Regions from separate parts of the Mus musculus genome. Here region 2 is linked to region 1. Evidence: chromatin contacts called from public promoter capture Hi-C data. All regions are on one chromosome and are shown on one strand. Each heading gives the region's core, a stretch centred on a gene start, on an enhancer-like site or on the middle of the called end of the contact. The rest is flanking DNA. Distances are from core to core; before and after follow the strand shown. Region 1 overlaps Gpd1l (glycerol-3-phosphate dehydrogenase 1-like). Region 2 has its middle 58 kb from the start of D730003K21Rik.

Region 1 (7,714 bases), core at 3,465-5,964:
GCCTTGCAAACTCAAGGACCTGCGTTTAAACCACCAAACTCACATTAAAAAGCGGGCATGGTGGAGCAGGCTTATAATCCTAGCACTGGGAAGGTGGAGGCAGGGGGGTTCCTGGGACTTGCTGGCCAGGCAGCCTGGGCCTACTTGGTGAGCTGTAGGCCCAGAACAAATCAACAAAGAGGAGCCATCAAACAACAGAACAGAACAACAAAACAGAAGCCATCGAGATGGTTCAGTAGGTGAGGGCACTTGGGGCCCAGCCTGACGATCTGAGGTGGATCCCCAGAATCCACAGGGAGGAGAGAATCAGTTCCCAAGAGTTGTCCTCATAACACTCAGGTGCTGCGGTGAGCACACACACGCCCACACACTAACTATGTCACGGTAGGAACAGCTTTTATACAACCTATATATATAGTCACATAAACAAGGCCGGCACAATGACACCAACTGACATCCTAAATTAGATGGGGACCTCTCACAAGGTCCCACCTGGGCAATTAATGGCTGCCAGTCCTCTCCAGGCACACACGAGAGCAACACTGAATGGTCTCAGCCAGTTGTAGTTATATATACATGTGTATGTATCCCATATTACACATAACAAATTAAATGAACTCATGGTGTTCAGAGTAGAGGGAGGCAGGGGATTACAAATGATGTAAATACAGCGCTCATGGAAGAAATTCACAAAAAATACTAAGCTGTAAATTTTTAAAACCAAAACACAACAAAGTTGAACATTGTTTTAAAAGACAACCAAGGACAGAGAGACAGACAGGGGCTGGTGAGATGGCTCAGCAGTAAAGAGCACTGACTACTCTTCTGGAGGTCCTGAGTTCAATTCCCAGCAACCATCTGTAGTGAGTTCTGATGCCCTCTTCTGGCCTGTAGGCATATATGCAGGCAGACTGTTGTATACACAATACATATTAAAAAGAGCCAATTGCAACAAAAGCCAGCTTCCCAGGTCCCCCCAGTACCTCAGGAAGATCACTCATGAACAGTGTAAAATACAGACCTCAGGCCACCGCAGAAGGGAACATATGTCCACACCCCATCCTCCCATGCAGGTAGGGCTGGAGCCTAAGGTGCAGCTTGGGAGCCAGCTCCCTGGGCCTCTTACCTCTGACCCCTGCTTTGCAGCAGGCCTTGGACAAATTGCATCTATAAATCCTTATTTGGAATTCCAAATGTATCCTGAGGTATGTCTGAAATTAGGGAGTGATCGGTAGAGATAGGGGAGAGAGCTTCCTAGCCCTTAGTGTCAGCAGCCACGACACCCTAGACTGGGGCCACCCTGAAGTCCTTAACTGATCAGAGGCCCAATATCAGCAGTTAAAGGTCATGTCCAAGTTGGGTGTAATGACTCATGCTTGTAATCCCAGCACTTGGAAGGCAGAGGCAGGTGGATTTCTGAGTTCAAGGCCAGCCTGGTCTACAGAGTGAGTTCCAGGACAGCCAGGGCTACACAGAGAAACCCTGTCTCAAAAAACATCATTAAAAAAAAAAAAAGAAAGAATTGGAGGCTTGACTGGCCTACACAGTGCATGACAGGACCAAGTGTCTCAAAACATAGTCTCACTATGTAGCCCTGGGTGTCATTGAACTCATAGATCTGCCTGCCTCTGCTTCCTGATGGCTTGGACTAAGGCAGGTACCAGACCTGTTGTTTGGTTTTGGCTTTTTTTTTTTTAAAAAAAACAATGTTATGTAGTCCAGGCTAGCCTAGTAACTACTATGTACACTAGGTAGCCCAGGTTGGCTTCACATTCTAGGCAGTCTCTTGTAAAAATAACTTGTATTCTCCTGTTTAGTGGTTGTCAGGGAGGCTTACTGCCTCCGTCTGCTAACCGAGACCTGGTCCTGGATGCTTCCAGCCTCCTTACCACCTAATCTAGGTCTAGAGAGTTTTCAGCCTCTGAGACTTACTGCTGAATATGCTCACCCTCCTAGTTCTTTCTGAATCTTGGTGACTGGATCAACTCAGGTGTTCTGGCTCAAACTCCTCTCCCACCTCAATCTGGTGTCTCTCAGCCTCTGAATTGCTCTGCTTGGCCTCAAACTTAGCAATCAATTCTAATCTTCTGGCTCCTCATTCTCTTGCTCTTTCTGTCTTCGTCTGTGTCTAGCGCTTGCTCTCTTTCTTCTTCTTCTTCTTCTTCTTCTTCTTCTTCTTCTTCTTCTTCTTCTTCTTCTTCTTCTTCCTCCTCCTCTTCCTCTTCCTCTTCTTCTTCTTCTTCATAACCAAAAGAAAGTCCTCAGCTGTAGAGATTTGGGACATATTCCCACAAACCAGAGTCCTACTAACAGCAAGGACAATGCACAGAAGGCACTAAGAGCCTCTGATCTGTCTCTGTGAAACTCTCCCCGTAAACTCACCACCTTCTCCTTCTCTGTTCTGCTCTAGTCTCTCTCAGTTCTACTGCACCGCTCTCCACAAACTCGTCTGTATCCTGTAGTGTACTCTCTTCCTCCTGTACTGTCTGTCTGTCTCTCCCTTAAGCAGCTTCCCTTTCCTCTTTGTCTCGAGAGTTGGACATGTATGTTTCTGTCAGATCTATCTCTGATTCATCACTTTGCCCTTCAATTGGACATCACTTTCAAACATGGGCGCTTCCTTCTACAGACTAACTTTATCTTCCTTGTTTGGGATTAAAGGTGTGTACTAAGGGCCAGTCTGTAGTCTAGCCGGAGGGATTAAAGGTGTGTGCTAAGGACTGAGCCACACCCTAACAGTAAACAGATTAAAATATCCTGTAACAGTTAGGGCGGAAGCTCAGGTTCTCAAATGTTTCTCGTTCTACCAATGTGATCTATCCCCAGCCCTTGAAAGGCTGAGACAGGGTCTCACTGTGTAGCTCAGGCTGGCCTTGAATGGCCTCCATAGGATGATCTTAAGCTCATGATCCTGCAGCCTCCACTTTTCAAATCCTGGGATTACAAATGAGTATGCCATCATGCTGTGTGTGTGTGTGTGTGTGTGTGTGTATGCACAAGTATGTGTATGCCTGCCTGCACACATGGTTCCAATGGATGGTCAAGACTCCTCTGGCCTCTCTGTCACCAGTCTAGTTGCCTCGCACCCCCAGCCCCAGTCCCCACATGGAGGACAAGAGTACCTTACCTAGCCTACCTTCACAATCACTGGTATCAATTGGCTTGGAGGAGGCACTTGGGCCTGAGAGGTAATGGCTACATCTTAGCTCTAAGTGACTGCATCTCTGTTTATATAAATATTCAAACCGCTGTGGTTGGGACCAGATATGGACGTAATGGCTGGCTCATGTTTGAAAATGAGCAAAAGGCTGAAGTCACATCAGGGGGCAAATCTGCCCTTTTCTAAGGAGCAACTCACCAAGACGAGCTGCAGAGGTGACCCTGGTGTAAGGGGTCTCTGGACCACATGCTGCAGACACGGGGAGGACAGGCAAATCTGAGTTCAAGTCTAGCCTGGTCTTCATAGTGAACTCTTGTCTCACAAAACCAAAGCAACAACCAACAAATCCCCCTGTCCTGCAACGTGGTGCGGCGTCCCTGTAATCTCAGCACTGGGGAAGTAGAGGGAAAAGGATCAAAAGTTCAAAGTTGGGCCGGGCAGTGGTGGCGCACGCCTTTAATCCCAGCACTTGGGAGGCAGAGGCAGGCGGGATTTCTGAGTTCAAGACCAGTTTGATCTACAGAGTGAATTCCAGGACAGCCAGGGCTATACTGAGAAACTGTCTGGAAAAAAAAAAGTTCAAAGTTGGGACTGGAGAAGTGACTCAGGAGGTTAAGAACACTGCTAATCTTCCAAAGGACATAGGTTTGATTCCCAGCACCCACATGGTGGCTCACAACTGTCTGTAACTCCAGCCAGGGGATCTGATGATTGCTTCTGGCCTCCAAGGGCTCCAGACATACATGTGATACACAGATATACATGCAGACAAAACACCCACCCCCACAAAATACATAAATTTCTTTTTAAAAGTTATATAAATAAAACTCTATGGGATATATTAAAATAGTTCTAAGTCATCCTTTATATTAAATTCATGGCCAGGCTGGGCTATAAAAGACCATTCCCCCCCCCAAAAGGGGGAAAAACCCACCCTGTTTAAAATGTAACCTGTAGGCTTATGCCAGACCCCAGTTCACAGTTTGTATCTTTGAATCTTATCTTCTAAGCCCTTATTTATCTCACACCTGAGTCATTTAGTAGTGAGTCCTGTTCCAGAAATGAGCACAGTACCCTAAAAATCAAGAGGGCAGGAACTCTAAGGAACACAGCACCCACCAGGGGCAAACACTGACATACGTACAATCCAGAATTGAACATTCCATCTCTACCCCAACTATTTTTTTGAGACAGGATTTCATTGTATTCTGGTTGGTCTAGAACTTACTCTGTAGCCCAGGTTAGCCTCTAATTGTAGTGTTCCTCCTGTCTCAGTTCCCCATGTACAGCAATTACAGTCAGAGCCATTCTGCCCCCTTCTGGTCCCTCCCTGGTGTTTTCAGTCTCCGGAAGTGGGGATCCTCTGTCTAGGACTGGAGTGACTCTGTACTGAAGGTGATGGTCCAAAGCCAGCAATGATCCCGTAATGGAGGCAGGCAGCCAGCCCAAACCTTCCAAACATTTCTCAATCGCTGTGCCACAGGCCAAGTTCTACTCGCTCCCTGAGCCCGATCGGACCAAGAATGCAGCCAAGTACATCAGAATGAAGATGCTTCAGGCTAGCAGCCAGGCCTCCATGAAAGGCCAGAGAAGTTCTCTTGACAGCCCTTGTTCCAGCTCAGTCTAGCGTGGCAGAGCTGGGCCACTTCTGCCTGCACCTGACAAACTGGCAGAAGGGCTGCCCTCTGTGGAGCTGCACGGAAGAGGAAAAGGCTGTCTGTGAACCTAGCACCAGGGGGTTGGAGGCCCGGGGAGGAGGAGTTCAAAACCAGCCTCAACTGAGACAAGGCCAACTTGGGCTAAATGGGACCCAGTCTCAAAACAACAACATAATGTGCATAGTGGGTGCTTGTCCAGTGGCAGAGCCAGCAAGGCAGCTGATGTTTCTTTCCAGTGACCTTGATGTTGTAAGTGGTAAAGCCAACTTGAAGGTCTCCGTAAGGCTCTGAAGGACAGGAGTCCTATTTGATAGGGCACAGAGCTTTCTGCTGTTGCCTCAGGTAACACACTAAAAGCACATAGTGGGGCAGCAGGTAGAATCCTGATGATCTGAGTTAGATCCCCAGAGTTTACAGAACTCCCGAAAGTTGTCCTCTGACACACAAACACACAAAAAAAAAAAAAAAAAGGGAATGGACTCTACGGGATATATTAAAATATATAGGGTGTGGTGGCACATGCCTTTAATCCCAGCACTCAGGAAGCAGAGGCTGGAAGATCTGTGAGTTCAAGGCCAGCCTGGTCTACATAGCAAGTACCAAGACCTAATCTCAAAAATGAAATAAAACAGGGGCTGGGGAGATGGCTCAGTGGTTAGGGGCACGTGTTGCTCTCCCAGAGATCCTCTTTCCCAGCACCTGCACGCACAGCGGTTCACACCCATCTGTAACTCAGTTCCAGGAAATTCTCTGCCCTCCTCTGAGCTCTGCAGGGACCAGGCACAAGCACTTACAGATATACACAGGCAAAAACTCATATCCATACAAATAAAAATTAAACAAACTGGGGCTGGAGAGAGGGCTCAGCCGGTAAGAGCACTGACTGCTCTTCCAGAGGTGCTGAGTTCAATTCCCAGCAACCACATGGTGGCTCACAACCATCTGTAATGGGAACTGATGCCCTCTTCTGGTGTGTCCGAAGACAGCTACAGTGTACTCATATATATAAAAGAACATTTAAAAAAAATCTTTAAAAAAAATAAACTGTAATAAAAATAAAAAGCATGACTTTAAATTTCTGATTCCTCTGTCTGCCCCGTCAAGGACTGGAATTCCAGGCAGGTGTTACTACAACTCTTGGCTTTTAAAACACATGGCAGAGCCAGGCACTGGTGGTACACGCCTTTAATCCCAGCACTTGGGAGGCAGAGGCAGGCAGATTTCTGAGTTCGAGGCCAGCCTGGTCTACAAAGTGAGTTCCAGGACAGCCAAGGCTAAGAGAAACCCTGCCTCAAAAAACCAAAACACATGGCAGTCTGGCTGGGAGTGGAGTTGCTTCCTAGAAGCAAGGCCCCAGGGTCTGATCTACAACAGCACCAGAGTATTAACTTAGCAACAGAGTAGTTTTACGTAATTTGAGTGTGGGTGATGTAAGGAGTCTCCTCCACGACAGAGCATTCATTATTACTCAAGAGGTTCGATCTCCATAACCAAAGGGGGGGGGGGGGAGTGGGCTGGGCAATGTGGCCCTTGCATCGTCTTTAATAGCAGCAATCAAATCTGAGAGTAGATCGCTTGGTCTACCCAGCAACTATCAGGCCAGAGCTAAAGTAAAACCTGCCTCAAAGAAAAAAAATTTTTTTATTTAGTATATGCCAGGCACCAGGTAAAGGACTGAGGCCAACGCAAGGGTAGAGGCCAGCAATAGGAGGCCGGGGAGAGGCCACCGGTCCAGCCAGCTAAGGTTTCCTCCAAAAGTCCTTTCAGAGCCAAGTTTTCAAAGACCAGTCAGGTGGCTCCGACGACTCCAGAACAGTACCGCTTCTAGCAGCCTGAACTGTGGTGTGCGTCAGACCACAGGAAAACAGAAGGGGACAGAAGCCACGAGAATGGCCTTCAACTGTTCCACCCCTGGGCCGCGGGAAAAGTCTGGAACGCACCATACTCTGCCTCCTTCTCACGGAGACCCCCAACTTCTCCTGCGTTAAGGGCCACCAAGGTATGCAAACTACTGGAGGAGCTTCAAAGCCCTCTAAGCACCAAGCACTTTACAAGTTAAGTCAGAAAATACAGCCCAGTGGTGACGCGAAGCTCTGCAAACACCTTTCCCTGGGACCCTCACGTCCCGGTTGGGGGCTTGTTTTCTCTTCTCGGATACCACGTTAACATGATTGGGAACCACTCGCCAGAGGAAATGAGAACTGTCTCTTGAAGCCAGCACTGTCCCAGGTAGCAAGGACCCTTCTCACGCTCTGTGCCTCCGTTTCCCCAATCCCAAAACTGCAGTAAGGACAACTGAGCCTCTGCAAATTCCTCCACGGGGGTGATCGGCAGGGGAGAATAGAGAACGCCCTTGGGTTGTTTTGCCAAGTACCCGGGCGTGGCGAGCAGGTGGCCCTAACCGCAGGGTTACCAGTGCGCAAACAGGTGCCCGCGGGCGCGGTGCGCGCTACCACCCGGGCCACCTTGGCCCCGCACCTCGCGCTCTGGTTCCTCGGCGTGGCCTCTGTCCGTGCAGTGTCCAACCGGGACAGGCGGTCGCAGGCCCGCCTCTCTGCCTACCCGCGATGCCCTGGTGTCCACGCTGAAGCAGCGGGAGAGCAACCCTGGCCGGCCCGGAACCGGGGCTTCCTGGAGGCGGAGACCGCGCCGCCCACCCGCCTCTGCTCACCAGTTCCCCGAGCCCACGATGCACACTTTCAGAGGCGCCGCTGCCATGGCCAAGCCGGATCGCTGCTGCACAGCCTTCCTCTCAGGGCCAAGCCGGATCGCTGCTGCAAGTCGGATCGCTGCTGCAAGTCGGATCGCTGCAACACACACTGTGCCTCCCAGGCCGGCTGCTCACCTCCACAGGAACGGCCTAGTATAGGCGCTCCGGGCGACCCCGCCCCGCCCT
Region 2 (7,714 bases), core at 3,656-6,155, 1.3 Mb after region 1:
AAGCTTTCCCTCTGTGCAGTGATTTGCAAAATTGCTGCTATGCAGTTAAATTAAGACTGCCTCCTCCTCCTCCTCCTCCTCCCTCCTCCTTCATCATCTTCTTCTTCCTCCTCCTCCTCCTTCTTCTCCCTTACCTTCCTTCTCCTTCTCCTTCTTTCTCCTTCTTCTTCTTCTCCTCCTCCTTCTTCTTTTTCTTCTTCTTCTTTCCTCTTTTCCCTCCTCCTCTTTTCCCTCCTCCTCTTTCTCCTCCTTCTCCTCTTCTTCGTTCTTCTTTCTCTTCTTCAGTAGGACCCAAAACAACATGTTTCCCCCTTTTTTTCTTTTATTCTTTTTTCAGATACATGGAATTTCTTGAACATTCTGGGTTCTCTCACTCTTCTCTGAAGTTATTCCTCCCCCTACTCTCCCCACCTAATTGGTGAGGCTGCTCACAAATGGCATGGTTTTTCTTTCTTCCTCTTCTCCATCTTCCTCCTTAGAGTAGCTGCCAAGGTTTGCAACTTCCATGTCCTGGGATTTTTTTTTTCTTTCAAATTCTAATAAAATTGTCCTTGGGCCTTATTCTTAGTCCATTCTTAAATTTTGTTATTAACAAAACTAAGAGCCCCAAGAGATCCCAACTTCTCCTGGTAACACTATCTGTATCTTGGAGTAGAGATAAGTTTGGTCTTATTGCTATGGCAACAAAATAAGCAGAACAATACTGTGGTGGTAGCTAGGTCTGTGGTCATGGTAATGGAGCTGTTAACACTCCTTAGGAAAAGATGGAGAAGAGGGTCTAGGACCTTCAACTGGAATTGCAGCCACTGCTCCTTCCTGGCTCCAACCTCAAGGCAGGTAGTCTCAGTCAGGGCTTGAGTACATGGAAACTTGAAAGCCAACTGAAAGTGGCCAGGTGTGAGGTTGTCATCTACAATAGGGTGGGACATTCTGGGGTCACTTACACTGTAAGTAGCACTCCTTATCATTACAACCCTAAGAGCCCAGTGAAGCCATTAGCTTCTCAGGTTGAAATTGGGTGGCATCTTTGCTTTGGTCTCATCCTTGGTGCCTCATCTGGGGTGGAAAGACAAGTGTTCACATCGTCCTAGAAAAAGTCACACCAGAGACTGTCACACCCCACACTGCCCTGTCTTTCTCATCCCCAGACATAGCAGAGAATAACAAGTAACATATACAGAGGGGAAACAGAGTTCTTTGTTCTCTGGAGTTACCTAAAGATTTCCTCCCACAAGTTGTCCTTTAATTTGACCTTTATATGCTCTTAAAATGGAAACTAATTCATGCCGGTGGAATTGCAGGTTCACTCCCATTTAAAAGTAGACCATGGATGCTGAAGGTGAAGGTAAGAAACCATTTTCCTGCCCCATCTTTTTCTCCATCTGTCTGTCCTGCTGGCAGAGTGGGGAGAGCCTTGCTTGTGCTGGCAATAGGATTTTGCCGTTTGTTATTAAAAAGACAAGGCACCATTTCTAGATCCCGTCATTGCAAAGTTAACAAACAATTGGAACTGTATCATCGCAACCCTCAGAGTGTTTGTGGTGACTTCCCAGTGACACACAAGGCAGGCGCACTCTGTCGGGGGGGGGGGGTGTCCTACTCAGCCCTACTCAACCACTGTTTTCTTAGCACCACTATTTAAATAAGCAAATTTAGTTGATTAACTTCTCAGATAGTGCATGCATTATTCAGTAGATGGTTCATTAAAAGTTTCTGCCCACAGCCTGGGCTGCTCTCCTCCTTGGCTGGGCATGGCTGCAAAGGTCTTCAATGGTATGATCTGCACCCAGTCTGTACTCAAGAGAGGACAGGAAAAAGGGACACGGTGACCTATATTGAGAGTATGTGTGAGCTGATGAAGGGTGTGCATGGGTGTATGCCATGAAGAAGTATAAAAAAAATCGGAATGAAATCATGATCTGAGAGAAAAAAAATGCAGTGGTTGATTTGTAGTCTCCCAGGGGCTTTGTGTTCTGAGGAATTTCTCTTGCTGCATCCCATCTGCTTCTTTGTGACCTACTGGTTGTGACTCATGGCTCTGTGATAGAGGGCTGGACATCTGCTAAGGCTCCTACACATAGAAGAGATCTCTAACCATCCTGGGGATGCCAAATGTAGCGGAGGCAGCTAGCCTGATAGGCTAGTTAGATATTTGTCACCATGACACAACCTACAGTCGTCTGGGACCCTCAACTGAGGAAAGGGCTCCATCAGATTGGCTTGTGGGCAAGTCTGTGGGGCATCTTTTTAAAATTAATGATTGATACAGGAGGGCTCAGTCCACAGCAGGGAGATGATTCTGGGTGGATATAAGAAAGCAGGCTGAGGGAGTCACAGAGAGTGAGACAGTAGGCAGAGACCCTCCACAGTCTCTGCTTCAGTTTCCACTCCCTAGTTTCTGCCTCAGTGTTCCTTAATAATAAATTATATAACCTGTAGGCCAAATAACCCTTTCCTCCTCCAAGTTGCTTCTCTCATAGAGTTTTATCACAGCAATAGAAAGCAAATTAATATAGCTGGTAGCTTGCTTTCTAGTTCTCCAGGATTCCAAAAAGGGCAGCCATCTAAGCCTAGGTTTGAGTGTCCATGCTGGCTAAGATGGTGGCAGTAGGAGCATGAGATATCTGGTCACACTGTGTTGGGAAGTGGAGAGCAGGCAGGACGTGCAGCTCGACTGTAGAACACCGAGGTGCGTCTCCAGTTATGAGCTTCTTCCAATAACCATCAATGCCTAACGGCTTCATAACCCATCCAACCCACCACCAGCTGGAGAACAAGTGTTCATGCATGTAAGCTTGTGGGGGACATGCCACTCCAAAACCACAGCACGTGTGTTTCAAAAGCGATTGGTTTCAGCCTGTCCCAGATCAGAGCGTGCACCACCTCTCCTGTAGGCTTGGCCTGAGGATTAGATATTCTGTAAGAAGCCCCTGGTTCTTACGGCTGCTGCATGTTCTGTCTGCTGAGTGTGAGTCTGGAGCGATTTAGCTACATTTATACCATTTTCCTATATCTCAGTCAGTCATTTCAGATGGAGATACTCCGAGACTTATCCACCCTCTGCATCACAGGGGAACCATTAGTGCAGTATGAAGCAGAACACAGTACACAGAGTGCATCTTGCATTAAAAGATGCTGTGTGGAACTATGGGAAGTGTCAGTCTTACCACACAGAACCTTCCATGACTCAAATCTTGTTTGAGAAAAGACTCAGGGACTTATGGATCCCCAGCTGGTTTTGAGCTTACTATGTAGGCTCAGGTGGCTTTGAACTCCTGATCCTTCCAAGTACTGTAATTATAGGTATGCACTAATGTGCATTACCACACCAGTCCATCATTTCTTGCACATCAGTGGCTGATATGTCACACAGATGATCTGTCCAAATGCCTTCTATGAGTACTTCTTCCACAATCCTTGATCTAGAAACCAGAATTCACCTAAATGCCAAAGTAAAAGACTGTTGTTTGGGGCTGGAGATTCAGCTGGTAGTGTGTTTGCTAGCATGCAGGAAGCCCAGGGGTGTATTTCTAACACCACATGTTATAATCACTGGTCTTAGGGGGCAAGGAAGAGGTCCAAAGAGGTTCAAGGTCATATTTGGCTCCATAGCAAATTAGAGACCATCTTGGGCTACAAGGTCTACTGTCAGAGAAAGAAAGGAAGGAATGGAGGGAGGGAGGAAGGAAGGAAGGAAGGAAGGAAGGGAGGGAGGGAGGGAGGGAAGGGGAAGAAAGGAGGAAAAAGGGAAAAGGAAGAAAAGAGAAGACAAGAAAGGTTGTTGGAGGATAGCATGTTGAGTTGGCTGCATTCACTTTCACCCCTGATAAGCCATTGTCTGCTCTGAAAGGAGGGTGCATACATCTTGGTTATGAATTTCAGATCTTTATCCTTAGCTTTGAGGGTAAGATTTGGGAATCTGCCAAATGCTGAAAGCAGGGAAAAAAATCTCATTTCTTGGTCAGTGAGGAGAGAAAATAAGGCAGACAGTCATTTCAGCATTCACAATCAGGTCTTTAATAGATAGGAACAGATAGTCTGTTTGCAAAAATAAGACTTGGCACAACAGTCAAGAGAACATACTATTCTTGCAGAAGACTCAAGTTCAGATCTCAGCACCCATGTCTGACAGCTCACAACTGCGTAGAACCTAAGCTATGAGAGGTCAGACTCTTTCTGGCATCCTTGTGTCATAAGGTACCCACCAGAGAAGACTGTTTGGACGTGGGTTTGTCTTTATCGGCCATCCAGTGACTACACTGTGCTTTTGGGATCTCGATGTAGCTCCGAGCCTTTCTCAGGGTGAGCTTTTAAGCACCAAGGCCGTGCTCTGGGTTGGCATCAGTTAATAAGAAGAGATAGACAGAAGCAGAAAAGCAAGGTTAGAACATTGAGAGACTTTCCCGGAGACTTTGATGGACTGGGAATTTGTTTTCATTTCAGGCAGGTGGCACCATCTACACGCTGAGTTTTATGGCCCAAATGGTACTTCCATCATGGAGTCAGTTATGCTAAGGTCTGGGACCCTGTTATGCTTGGGCACAGCACACACATGGTGCAAATACTAACACATATTTCTACCCCCATACAAAGTTAAAAAAAGAAAACAAATCTGAAATAAAAACAAGACAAAAATGAAGGGTAGAAATTTTAGCAACCTGAATGTCTGCTTGGGAACAGTAGAAAGAAGAGGAACCTCATGGCGCTACACTCCCTGGGAGAAACTCATGAGGATGAATAATGTTCACTAAGTGTCAGCCATGCACCAGATGTGTCTGTGCACAGCCTTCCTCACAGGAATTTCCACATTCTACAAGTGGAAGAGCTGAGGTATTGAAGTGACTTCCTTGAGACAAGGGCTGTCTGGTGGCAAACCGCCACTTCCCCGTCCTTCCGGACATACAGGTCTGGTTACTTCTGAGGAGAGCTGCCAACCGTCAACCGGTGCAGCCTGTTGTGGCTAATGGCAGTCTGGGCCACACTTTCCATGGCAGTGATTTTTCTAAACCATCCCCCAGGACTCCCTTACCTCTGAGTCCTGCCTGTGAAGAGAAGGGTACTCCATCACTCAGTGCCTCTGTGAGCATGTGAAGCACTTTTCCAGATGTTTTCCAAATCAGGATGTGTGAAATCCTTCAGCTGTGTATGAGCCCCTCTAGGAGAGCCAGGTGCCAGGTTATTTGGGAAATATAGAACGTTTGCCAGAGAGACACAGCCATCAGTGCTCCCCATTCGGATGCCTGTTCTCCTCTGAGAACAGTCTGGAAGGGGCTGCACATCTCTAAATTTCCTCAGAATCTCTTCTCATCCAAAGACTGTATAGAACTAGGCTCTTCAACTCTTGGACCTTGCTCCATTTTTCCCAACTCCCTGCAACCCTTTGGCATCCAGATGTCCAGGAATATGGGAACCCCTGGCCCAGTGGACCCCCTGACCCTTCATTTCTGGCTCCTCTGCATTGTTTCCAGTGGTGATTGGATGCCCGTGAGTCAGGGAACCCCAGCTTCAAGCTCCCACATCTTAGGCTGCGTTTTTCCACTCCTCTGAGTGGTGTACCAGTGCTTCCTGCTAGTCTATCACCCAGCAGTGGGTGTAGTGTAAATGTAGTGTAATGTCTCCATGTTTAGTTTGTCTAATGGTGGCGTGCCCACACCCAAGCAGCGGGGCTAGATGCAGAACCACACAGATGAATTAGTGAAGTCTTGGGGTCAAGGACACCTAGAACTGAGGAAATGGGAAGTTTGAAGCTGTAGCACACACTGTGTGCTGTGTTCTTTGCACAGAAGTGAGGTTGGGAGCCATGGAGGCAATGGGAGTCCTCCTTTTATGGAGAAACCCAGGGATGGGCAGGAAGGTAGGGCCAGAAGGAATGAAGTGTGTGTGTGTTTGTGAGTTATACAGGTGTGTGAACAACTCTGTGTACATGCATGTAGAGACCCCAAGATGAAGATAGGTGTCTCCTTGTACCATTCTCCACTTTACTTATTAAGGCAGAGTCTCTCACTTGAACCTGGAACTTGGTCATTTGGCTAGCAGCTTGCTCCAGAAATGTCCACATCTCCCTATCTTCTAAGTGATGGGAATCCTGGCTTGCCCATTTTTCAAGTGAGTTCTGGAGTTCCAAACTTCTGCCCTATCCTTGGTTCAAAGTGCCTTTCCTCCCCCTCAGCACTGAGAAGGGCTATCATGAATGAAAGTGTGGTGATACCAATTCATAGTCGATAAAATGACACGTGGCAACACAATTTGTTTATTCACATTATCAACTATGATCACTTGTACATTAAACTTCAGCCAACTTCGGGATTGTTTTTTTTTTTAAATAATAAAACATAATAAGCAAAGGACTGGAAAATAAACATCAAAATAAACTGCTGCTTTCTGAAAGATAGTATGGTGAGCTCTGCACTCACAAGGAAAGGATAGGAATTCAATTACACTCTGCGCATTATGTGCCTATGGTACAAGCAACATTTGGATATATACATTGTTCTACGGAGACAAGACTTGAAGGGCCATTGGGCAACAATAACACCTCCTCTGAACTATTCTTATAAATGTTATCAAAGGATATGCTTCTCATGTGCATTTCCAGTTGGTAAATCCGTCTCTTCCCAATTGATGGTGTTCAGGGAACACACATGGGGATCCTGCCAGGTAGTGGATCTCTGAGGGTACATAGGGAAGCATCTTGTATCTGTAGCCACAGTGAGTTTTTCTAAAACATGCAGTCTTGAAAGGGTCCCCTCAAGGGCGGGTTTGAGTCTGTGGACTTACCCGTGTTCTCAGAATTGGCATTTTAGCTCTCGTGTGTCGATGTGTAGAATCTCTGTCAGTTCTCTTGAGGAAAAGAACAGATAATGGGTATGTGTTATAAATGGAGATATGTTAGACGGGATTATAGGGTAGGGGCTGTGTAGCTAAACAGTGAATGTCCATGCACTAGAAAGGCTGACCATCTGGTAGTTGTTGAGTCCACGATGGTTGAGTGGAAACATGAGGGCTGGATCCCTCAGCAGCCCCAATCTGATGCTGAAGGCTTGGGAAATTCCTGGAGAGCAGCTGGTCTTCAGTCCACATTGGGAAGCCAAAAAGGCTGGCTTCTAAGGGCAGCAAAGCTTGGAGGTGCAATAATAACAAGGGGGGGGGGAGGGAGGGAGGGAGGGAGGGGGAGAGAGAGAGAGAGAGAGAGAGAGAGAGAGAGAGAGAGAGAGAGAGTATTTTGGCAAGCATTTTCTTTTGTGGGAATAAGGCTGCCGAGAGAATTCTCCCAAACACTAACATCTGATCTCTTTATTCCTTGAGCAAACAGCCATGGACATTTAATGAAGTGATTCTGTTCTCGCCTTCATTAGGCTACATCTCCTGGTGGGCAATTTAGTTTTTACCTGAGAGAAGCTTCTAGAATGTTTCAGGAGGAGACAATTTATTAAATTAGCTTTGGAATCATGCTGTCTTCAGAGTTAAAGTATTGCTCCCCGCTCTACTTTTCTGTTCACATATCCCCAGCCTTGTCATCTGTTATGGCTCAAGAGTTGTTAGCCCCCAAAGATAGCACAAAACCATTATGAATGAACAGAAAAGCAACAGAAGCAATAAGATGCTTTCTTTCTTATAACTAAACCTGCTCTGTGAATCTAAGCCCCACCCAGGAGTCAATCCTCTTCAAAGTTTAAATTGGTGTCTAGAGAAATGGAAGCTCAGGGCGAGGGGA

What was found. Promoter capture Hi-C pulls out the DNA fragments that hold promoters and counts their contacts.
Region 2: a promoter capture Hi-C map of the C10 cell line shows a contact between it and region 1, with 6 times the contacts expected there. The contact joins two enhancer-like sites. A contact is called at or near these places in 2 of 39 promoter capture datasets (the C10 cell line and liver) and 2 of 9 other capture datasets (embryonic stem cells and liver).

What each region holds. Positions count from the first base shown.
Region 1 is chr9:114,926,182-114,933,895 of GRCm38.p6, forward strand. It overlaps Gpd1l (glycerol-3-phosphate dehydrogenase 1-like), which reads right to left. Exons shown (of 8, transcript NM_175380.5): 1 at 7,490-7,714. The coding sequence starts at 7,536. Among named protein-coding and RNA genes, the nearest start is that of Gpd1l, 3.9 kb to the right of the region's middle. Within about 2 kb of position 4,715, at least 36 of the 459 cell types and tissues checked have an H3K27ac peak or open chromatin away from gene starts, as enhancers often do.
Region 2 is chr9:116,265,621-116,273,334 of GRCm38.p6, forward strand. No RefSeq gene overlaps it. Among named protein-coding and RNA genes, the nearest start is that of D730003K21Rik, 58 kb to the right of the region's middle. Within about 2 kb of position 4,906, at least 46 of the 459 cell types and tissues checked have an H3K27ac peak or open chromatin away from gene starts, as enhancers often do.